3 separate regions of the Mus musculus genome follow, and all the other regions are linked to region 2. The links are chromatin contacts, called in public Hi-C maps. All regions are on one chromosome and are shown on one strand. Each heading gives the region's core, a stretch centred on a gene start, on an enhancer-like site or on the middle of the called end of the contact. The rest is flanking DNA. Distances are from core to core; before and after follow the strand shown.

The links. Hi-C and Micro-C count contacts between places; a contact is called where the count stands out from the background.
Region 1: a Hi-C map of 3T3-L1-derived adipocytes shows a contact between it and region 2, with 6 times the contacts expected there. The contact joins two enhancer-like sites. A contact is called at or near these places in 1 of 484 Hi-C or Micro-C datasets (3T3-L1-derived adipocytes) and 1 of 115 datasets of contacts at active chromatin or transcription factors (acute myeloid leukemia).
Region 3: a contact with region 2 is called in a Hi-C map of 3T3-L1-derived adipocytes, with 6 times the contacts expected there. The contact joins two enhancer-like sites. A contact is called at or near these places in 2 of 484 Hi-C or Micro-C datasets (the 3T3-L1 cell line and 3T3-L1-derived adipocytes).

The regions. Positions count from the first base shown.
Region 1 is chr2:45,580,473-45,584,003 of GRCm38.p6, reverse strand. Gm30848 (a long non-coding RNA gene) reads right to left here. Exons shown (of 3, transcript XR_374345.3): 3 at 1-2,821. Among named protein-coding and RNA genes, the nearest start is that of Gm30848, 9.5 kb to the right of the region's middle. Within about 2 kb of position 2,258, at least 88 of the 459 cell types and tissues checked have an H3K27ac peak or open chromatin away from gene starts, as enhancers often do. A contact at or near this core is called in 3T3-L1-derived adipocytes, where this site is marked.
Region 2 is chr2:46,369,421-46,372,687 of GRCm38.p6, reverse strand. No RefSeq gene overlaps it. Among named protein-coding and RNA genes, the nearest start is that of Gm13470, 72 kb to the left of the region's middle. Within about 2 kb of position 1,472, at least 99 of the 459 cell types and tissues checked have an H3K27ac peak or open chromatin away from gene starts, as enhancers often do. A contact at or near this core is called in 3T3-L1-derived adipocytes, where this site is marked.
Region 3 is chr2:45,746,788-45,750,375 of GRCm38.p6, reverse strand. No RefSeq gene overlaps it. Among named protein-coding and RNA genes, the nearest start is that of 1700019E08Rik, 52 kb to the right of the region's middle. Within about 2 kb of position 2,230, at least 38 of the 459 cell types and tissues checked have an H3K27ac peak or open chromatin away from gene starts, as enhancers often do. A contact at or near this core is called in 3T3-L1-derived adipocytes, where this site is marked.

The DNA.
Region 1 (3,531 bases), core at 1,009-3,508, 790 kb after region 2:
CATCTAAAATGGTTTGACCGTACCCCCACCCCAAAATGCCAGCCACGTAATACAGAGCATATCAAATACACAACCTAAATGTGGACAAAGAAAGTATAGCACTCCAGTACAATCCATTGTACCAAATCAGGCTTTGGGTTAGGACTTATTAAAAAACTAATGATAACCTTGATAGGAAGGTTTAGAAAGCATTGGGAAGTCTCTGGGTCCTCTGTCCTGTCTGGTTTCTCTCTTGTGTCTTGTTGTGGTTTCTATTGCTGTAATAAAATACCATTACTAAAGCAATTCTGGGAGGAGAGAATTAATTTCAGCTTACAGGTCCTATCTATCACTGAGCAAAGTTAGGGAAGAAATTCAAGCCAGAAAACTGGAGTCAAAGCCTGAACCAGACGCTATGGAGGAACACTGTTTACTGATCTTCTCCTGATACCGTGCTCAGCCCACCTTCTTACACACCTCAGGACCATCTGCTTAGGCATGGAACAACACATAAAGAAGTACCCTCCCACATCAAACACTAATCAATAAAATGACCCACAGGCTTGCCTACAGGGTGACTTACTGGGACCATTCCTTCAGTTGACATTCCTCTTTCTCAAATGACTCCAGCAAATGTCAAGTTACCAAAAAACTACCTAGGACACTTTAACCCATGTCAACTTGACACTCAAACATACTACTAACATTACATTTCCTTTTCTATTTATCTCCAAACCTCTCATATTAGTATCAGTATCACAATGTAAGGAACATTCCAACTGCTAATAGTTCCCCAGTCTTTAAAAATTCAATCACTTTATCTAAAACCCCTTCATTATAACAAGGTCCTCCCCGCTTCCACACTGAATTGCTTACTAGTTTGAAGAACTTATTGGAAGTGGGCATTTTATATGACATGTATGGCTTTAAAATATTAAAAATGAACAAAAAAGGACAAAAATATGAAAAGGTTTATGTGGGTCTGTAAGGTATGTCTGTGAAAAGACATTGTAGTAGTTTTGACACTATGGCTATCACCTTTAAAACCATTTACCCAATAAAATGTTAAAACTGAAAAAAGGAAAGTGGAATATTTTTATAAATATCCAAACTTCCTTTCAGAGTTCAAAGCCTCTCCACAATAAGCTCAGGTAAAAATCAAAGATAAGTTACATACTTTTTCATTTCAAGAGGAAAGCACCAGGGCAGAGTTACATTCAAAACAGAGCAAAGCTAAAGACCAACAGTGGATACCTCAGTGACAGACTTCTTGGTCTCAGATCTGCTGATCCAGCACTCTGGCTCTGCCATGGACAGCACACACAGCTTCTCTCATAGGCTCAGGCCAACCACCCTTCACACCTGCTGCAGGTTTGAACATTGTCCCATGCTACTGCCATCTCCAAATTGCAGGGGTCTCTGTTGTACCTGGACTGTACCTTCACACATAGCCTCTACTGGGCTCAGTTCACTGGCTCTAACACTTCTCAGCTTCTCTTGATGACCCCTTCAAGGCTTCTACTCTGGTATTGCACCTTCATTAGCAGCAGATACCTGAAGCTAGAAACTGAAACAGAAGCCTTAGAAGAACATGGCTTACACTTACTCCCCAAGGCTTGCTCAGCCTGCTTTCTTATATTCCCAGGACCACCTGTCCAGGTGAGGTAGCACTGCCCATAAGCGGATGGGCCCTTCTACAATAATCACCATCCAAACAAATGTCCTACAGACCAATCTGCTGTGGGCATTTTCTCAACTGAGTTTTGCTCTTCCCAAATGACTCTGATTCGTGTCCAGTTGAACAAAACTCACCAGGACATCCTATTTTAAACTACAGTGTCTACACTGTATTTTGTGTTGTTTAAACTTAAAAACAATTCCAAAGTAGAGATATGGCATTTTAAAGTTCTCAACTTACTTTGCTAAAATGTCACTGAGAAGGATTGTGTTGATTCATTTTGCCACCAGGGTAAGTTGTGTTGTCTATTTCTGAATAAGGCAGTGGTATGTCTATATTGCTACACTAGACTCCCATCACCAAAGAAGTCATGGTACTTCCTAGGGAGCAACAAAAGAGTGAGTGTTACCTTCATTCTGCTCTGGCCTTCTCAGTCATGGTTCTTGAGTATGCATAAAAGCTTCAAACTAGGCACTCTGCCCATACCTCAGACATATATATTTGAACACACACAGGCCCCATAGTCATACATGTAAGATGAACTTTCTGATGACAGCCCGCAGACTCCCACTGACATGGACAATCAGAGAAGGGAGTACTTCCCTGAGACTCTTTGGTCATCAGCCAGCTGTCGAGAGTCCGTGGAGAGCTAACATGAGTGTTCAAGCAACCCTGCCTTGCTGAAAACTGTTTCTGAGGTGATAGAAGTATTCTATGGGTAGGCGGAAGAAGCCTTGCCTTTATCTCCTGGAGAAAGAAAACTTTTGCCAGGAAGTGAGGGATTTTTTCAAACCCCTACAACAACTGGAAGAGAAATGTGGTCATTTTGCCAGCGAGCACAAGGAACTCGGCCTGCTGTCAAAAGGCTCTCTGTCCAACCCGGGGCTGGATTCATGGTAACGAAAAATTCCCTCTTCAGCCACCTAAGTGCCTGTTGAATTAGGCACACAGCCAAGGTGAGATACAAACAGTCACTCGGGTGAAATGTCCGTTTTCATTTAGATCTCTGTGGCCCTTTCTCATGTCATGGGGAAAATATGCTTCCTTTGCTTGGATGTTTTTAGGACTCCTTGGTTGGAGGAGGAAGTCAGATCTGCTGCTCCAAAGGCATCCACTGGAGGCAAAGCCGCAGCTTTGCACAGTCAGAACCAGGCTGTCCTTGTCCTTAAGAAAAAAAAAAAAAGAAAGAAAAAGCTAAATTATTCCTCTCCCACTCCTACTCATGGTTTTGATGTTGAAAGAAACCTGTTGTGGTTTAAGTGACTCGGTCAGTTCTTCTGGGATTTTCCAAAGTTTCCTATAAAAAGAAATCTGTGGGAAATGAATGATTGCATAATCACTAACATATGTCAATTTCACTAAATCTGTTATCTTTTTGGTGTGTTTTGAATTGCACTGTCCTATCTTGAATTGCTATCACCTTAACAGTTCTGTCTTTTAAGTATTGATACATACATTGACAAAAAAAAAATCAAGCCAAGAAGTTGCTTTTTGTTCTTTTCATTTTATTTTTTGGTTTGTTTTGGTTTTGTTTGCATAGCAAATTAGAAAGACAGGATGGGGAAAGAGGCAATTACCCAGCCCAAGAAGTGCAATGCTGAAAACTCCAGCTTCCAGTTACCTGTGTACCTTTAATGATATTATCGCCAGGCTGACTTTGAAGGGGTAACTCTAGTTAATTACCTAAATTATTTGAATTATCTATTCATAGGTACCACAAAATGTATTCACTTTTACCTAAACTAATAATGCAACTGGACCCAGAAAATTAATAACTAAATAAACTAAATAAACACTGGAGGTAAAGTTTAGGGACAGGTTCCCGGTGTACGATCTTTCCTTCTTTAAATGACTTGTAAGAATTCTAAAGCCTA
Region 2 (3,267 bases), core at 223-2,722:
CTTGGAGGTAACTATTTACTTAAGTGGCTCGGGTATATATAATATAATGAAACATTATGTCTTCTTAAAGAACTCTATCCCTCTTCCTCCCTCTCTGTCTGTACTCATTTTCCCCTCATGCCCCTGTTGAAGCCGCTCTCCCCCACTTTTTTTTATTTATTATTTCACAGTACTTACATTTGTACATTTGCCTATCTACAGCACTTGTCTACTTTCATCTACCTTCCTAATTTCATTTATTCTTTGGTTACTCTAGGTTGTATATGCATATCTATAGATGTAGAGCTAAGAAACAAAAATAAGAGAGAACATGTAGTATTCATGTTTGTGGATCTGGGTTAACTACTTGACTATTAGAGTTTCTACCTCATCAGAGTATAAAGGAAGCCTACAGAGTAGGAAAGAATATCTTCCAGCTTTACAATTGACATAAGAGTAATATTTAGAATGTATCAAGGATTAAAACAAGAAAGTATCAAAACAATTGGTCCATTTTGAAAAACAGATATGGTTCTGAACAGATTCTTCTTAGAGGAAGATACAAAAACAGGCAACCAATATCTTAGAAAGTATTTAACACCTTTATCAATTAGGGAATTGCAAATTAAAATGACTTGATATTTCATCTCTGCTCGGTCAGAAGGGCTAAGATGAAAATGACATCAAGATAACAAATGCAAACAAGGAAAAGAGGAAGCCTCATTCACTCTTGGTAGAATTTTAAACTTGTGAAGCCACTCTGGAAATCAGTGTGTAGAACTTTTCTCAAAAGTCTAAAAATAGATTTACCATATGACACAATTATACTGCTTCTTGGCATATATCCAAAGGAGTAGACATCCTGTCCACATATATTTGTTCAGCCATGTTCAGTACTCATGTTTAGGTGTGAAGAGAGTGAGTACTGCAGAAGACTGGGAGTGAAAAGAGAAATCAGAGTTTAGTGCAGCAGAGAGTAACGCAGACAGTTTGGAAATGAAAACAACTTAAATTTCCTTCAACTGATCAGTGGATAATGAAATGGTTGCAGGTACACAGAACTCTATTCAGCTATAAACAAAAAAAAATTGTAATATTCACAGGTAAATAAATGTTCTTTCTTCGCTTAAACACATTCAAGGTTGTTGAATGCAGTAAAACATAGTATTGCAAATATCAAGTGGAAATATGCTTACTCTAAGTCTGATTGCTACTCATATCAGATGCTCTCTCAGTTTCTTTTCCCCCCAGGAAGAAATATATAAATCCTAACACTAAAAGTACCTATTACTACCAAATCCTGATCCTTCTATAAATGTTTACATGTGTAGTGTTAAAACCCAGTGTTTTAAAGCTTGCCTCACTCTCGCTGCATATGAACCCCGTGATTTCTCTGATGAGTCCATTCTTAGCACCAGGGCTTAACCCAGGGAGGCCTGCACAACATCCCTTGTACTTTCCCTTCATGTGGTCACTGACTCAGCGAGTGTTACCGGAGTTCAGTGTGAAATGCCAGGTGCTGTTTCAACAGCCTCTTCTTTCACAATGCTTAGGGTGGAGTCACTGTTAGACCCTGATAAGCTTACTGGAACTGGGTGCATGGGGGTGATCAAGTTAACATCCTCTGCCCTCCTACTCTGATTATAGAAGGTAGTCATTGCAACCAGGTTCCCTTTTTTGAGCAAGAACTACACAACCGCATGCTTCTTATTAAACACTGTCTGGAAAATACTATTCACTGGAATCATGTCTCAATAACATCAAGTTTAATTCTGCAATTAACTAAACCATCTGTCATTACAAGGCTCTCTACTGGCCATCCACACAGAAGGACTGTGACTTGCGGAACCTTCTGTGGTGGGTACTAATTTTTTAAATGTGTGGCTGTTAGGGGAGAATCATGAGTTTCAAATGATGGTTACTAATAGTCTATGTTCCATTGTTGCAGATAGCTTACCAACCCAGAACTAATTTCCCAAGGAGCATTTTCTCTCTTTTAGGAAGCATATAGTTACTATTTCCTTAAAATGTTTACATCTATGGAGAGAGTCCATCTGAGCACAGATACCACAGCTGAGAACTAGCCATCTGTTTTCACTGAATGTGAATATTAGCACCGTATTGAAAATTGAAGAATTAATAAATACTCAATAATGAATATTAAACCTATTTGTAACTTATTCCACCTTTCAGATTTAAGATTGTCTTCTTGTTGCAACCATCCATTGACATTTAAAATGTGCAAATACAGTTATCAAGGATTCAGCTACTTAGATGTGTTAAAACACTATAGGTTGGGCAGGGCTTGGATCAGGTTCAAATTATATTTAAGTCTTTAATCACTATTAAATCATATATATTAAATATAATACAATACATACAGCTCTGATCTCTGACAACAGTTCAGGTTAGAATAATATACTTCTTTAAAAATATAATCTCATTGTTACCAGACTAAAACTACTGAGCTCAGTGATTACCCTGCTTCAAAGTCCTGAGTAGCTTGAACAATGGATATGTATCAATTGATTGCTGCAGTAGGTTCCCTTACATTTTCTGAGGAAGTGTGGTCTCATTATGAGTCTCTTAGTGGTCTGGAACTCACCATGTAGATGGCCTGGAATTCATAAATATCTTGACTACCTCTGTCTCCCATGTGTAGATATTTTAGATACACACTACCTGATTTTCCTCTTTAGAAAACTTTCATTTGAATTTTATTTTTGTTTTGGGACATACTTGTAAAATGTTATATTATACTTTTATTATTATTATTATTATTATTATCTTTAAGAAAATTAAATTATATATTTTAATACCATAATTATTGTTATCATATTGAATGAAGACACACATACAGAAACTTGTAATTTAAAGAATTATTTCTTTTTTACATCCCAATATTAGCAACCCCTTTCTCCTATTACCCCCTCAAATATCCTAACCCCCATTTTTCCTCTCTTTCTCCTCTGAGAAATGGGAGCCCCTGTATCCCCACTCTCCTTGCACATGAAAACAATGCAGGAGTAGACACATCCTTTCCCACTGAAGCCAGACAAGGTAGAACTGAATACAAAGGGAGGCAACAGATTCAGGGACAGGTCCCACTGTATCTTTATCTTACCAGTTTATCAGTGTTGTTAGTTTGCCTTCATGGAGAAGATGTCTTACTATGTCATCTAAGCTGTTCTTGAGAGAATTACTGTAGTCCCAACTGCCCTTAAACTCATAATCCTTGTACCTTAGCTTCCTAACTACTGATATTACAAATATAGACTACATGTAATA
Region 3 (3,588 bases), core at 981-3,480, 620 kb after region 2:
TTCCTTTTGGCAGCTACAGCAAAAATTTTACTTACAGAAATTTATTGGCACATTTCTCACTTAATTGGGATTTTGTTAGTTTCTTTCTGCAGATTTCTTTTAATGAAATGTGGAAAAATCACAAGAAACAAGACTTGTTTGCATTTCATCTAAGTGGAGTATATGGCTGATACTTCCTTGAGCTCAATGTGTGGTCATTGTTGTTCAGGACACCTTGGGCAGCTATGTGATAGCTGAGAATTTATGATCACAATGAGGACTAGAGGCCCAGATCGTCTTGAACTTTAAAAGAATGTGATGTATTTTATTACGCAGGCAATTCACTTCAGAACCTCCTTATAATAATATTTTAGGATTAATTTAATAACATAAACCAAACCACAAATTTGTGTTAAGTCTTTACATACAGTAGTACCACAGCATCTTTTTTCCTGCGTGACAAATGCTGGTCTGGGTCCCTTTATTCTGCAGAATTTGTTTCTGACCTGACTGATGGCTGATAAACCCTATCTTCACTGTAGGTCACAGGGATCATTTTCAAAACACAGGATGGTGTCCTTACACACACACGACAGTCTGGGGGTACTGTGTATGAATACACCTGATTACTACTTCTATATATTCTTCATCTAACCTTTATAGAATAACTCACTGCGTGACTAGCAGGCCATGATGTGTCAATACCCCAGCATGCTCACTTCTTGAATGAATCATTTCAATGTCTATGCTTGGTATTCAAGATATCCCTGAGAAAGTATGCTTCAGTCACACACTGGGAGGGCAGGGATAACTGCCCCTTATAGGATGACTTCACTTCCTAGGAACTGTCTCTACCATCCTAGACTAATCCTTCTTGTACTTTCCCTATAAAATGTTCACTTTCATGTGCTGCTGTCAAGTTTGGCTTCCAGTGGAATGCAGACAAAGTCGGCAGATTCTGGTTACTTGAGTTCCTAATGCAATAGTGAGTGAGTCCTCCTGGATATTGCTAGTAGCAGCAGAATACATTTCCCCTCCACTCATTCACATCTCTTCAACTACAATGTGCCCCCTTTAACTGCAACGGTATGTGATCATAGTGGATTTAAGGTGATTATCTGATAGTTCAAGTAAATCCTATGTTTAGGGATGCCAATAAAGCAAACAAGCAAAGAGGTATTTCATAAATGTGACACTTAGTTCACTCACATGTCAAAGCAGATTCTTACTCTTAAGAAGTAGAACTCTGCACAACCCTGCAGTAAGCAGATTGATACACTGTAGACATTTCAGACTCTAGAAATGACAATGATTTTCAAAGCTACTAGAATACGAATTGACTTTCATCGAGTACTTTCTAAACTAAGGACTATTGGCCATTAATTCAACAGTCCTTTTTACAAGATTGATATAAGTAGTGATGTGAACGAATAAAAAATTATATTTTGCCAACACTTCCAAAAGCTTTTCCTCACTGAAACCTAATTTCTGGATTAAAAAATTTAACAAGACTCTTGATAGCTATAAAACTTAAACAAAAATTAATTTCTTTTTAAAAATGATTCACAAAATGCTTTTCAGTTTTAATTTTATATGGCCAATTGCTTTGCTTATGAGTCAATGCAAACTCCTTAAGGACAGCATTAGCTGGAAGACATATCAGCCCTCAATGTCAATACACTAAGGTAAGAAACTTGGTATTACTTCTGCAGTACATAGTTCATTTTAAGTGAAACTTGCTGGCTAGTCTTCCAACAGAGAATGACTTGTGTATTTCATTAATATTATATATATATGTATGTATATATATATATATATATATATATATATATGCATTCCATAATATTATATATATATATATTCCATAATATTATATATATATGTATGTATGTATGTATATATGTTTTTAAAGAAAATCAGTTGCTCTAAAATGTATAACTGTACAAAACTTAAAATCTATTTCTGTGTGATGCAATCTAGCTTCATATTAATTTTAAGCCTTAGAAACTCCTCAGTGTTAATTGGTACTGGTTCTAATGTGTGTTTTTAGATACGAGGTAAACAATTTACTCTAGTATCAAGGAAACATCAGTTAAGATTTTATTAGAATTCTAAAAATGAATAATAAGTCCAGCCCATGCCTGCTGTAATCACTAAAATAAACTCACTGCTCACACTGCTGTGGCTTAGCTAAGCCCTTCTCTCATTCCATCAGCTGTATGGGGCAGCAGCTGGCCTGTTTTTCAACACCACGGGTATGTTTACTGCAGCCATGTAACTTTGTCTCCAAGGGCTGAGGCTGTTGCTAAGGCCTGGACCACACCTTCCCCCTGCTTACCTAAAGTCCATCAGTCATGGTTTCATAATTGGGCAGTTTGAACAGTGTCAACACAAGGACACAGACAAAAATACACTTTCTGTTTCTCCAGGTGCTGCAGCCTCTGCCCCTGTGGTGACAACTAATCATTCCATTGGACTAAAATGATATACTTTAAAAAACAATGTCCTGGCATTGCTGAGACTGTTCGTATAAGGCCATGAAGGTCTACACAGCAAGGATTGCACAATAACCCATTAAAATAAACATTTGCAACCACAGATAGCTGGACTGAAATTCTGTTCTGATACAAATAACATCTGGACAACTTTTGTTTGCATCTTCCAGCATAAAACACCCTTGAGAAAAAATAGAAGGCAAGCGAGAAGACAAAAGACGTCTAAAGGTTTTATTATGCTATGGGTGTGGTGCCATAAATACGAGGGGGTTCAGGCTGGAGTTGCCAAACCTGAATTTAAACAACATGTTGTTTTTAAAAAATTGTAACACTGCTGAGGCACAATTCCGTTTTCTTACATAATTAATCCCGTGTAAAAGAGAGTGACTGGAAATCATCCAGTGGTTTAAAAATAACTCAATTATTTATAAGCTCCACAGAGCTATAGGATTCCACAGAAAGGAAGAAAGTGGAGCATCTTGGTACCAAGAACATTGTGCAGATTTGGCCCAGGCCTGAAGACATCAGCATCACTAATCTGACAGTACAAGTCTACACAGAGGCCAAGGATGCTGCCATTCCCTTGGATCACAGGCCAAGCTTGTGGGAAGGGGAGGGTTTCATTCTTTGAAATGTACATGTAGCTGTTACATATTAGTATAATGTTACAAATACTGAAAGAAAGAGAGAACTGAATAATGTGAAGGAGGAAGAATAGAAGAAGCAGAGAAGGATGGTATGGAGCCTGAAAATGAATAGCTGAGCAAATTTCAAAAGATGCTCAGCATAGTCCATGACTCAGACACCACAGTGAATGGACTCTAATTTCTAATATTGTTCTTTGATATGAAGCAAAATAATTACAAGTTGAAAACTACCAGCAAGTATTACATTCAATATAAAGATAAAGGACTTATCCATAAATAAATCCTTATATAAAATCATATGTTTGGGGCAGACTCACAGCGAACAAGCATATATTTGTGTCAGTTCCAGCTGGCCATATAAAAGCAATGAAAGTTTCTGTTTAGTAATATTAAAATATTGCAAAATGTTTCACAATTATCTCAAGGGTATTTTGCCCTTTACTCAGAGAGGCCTTGTGTAAAGTGGC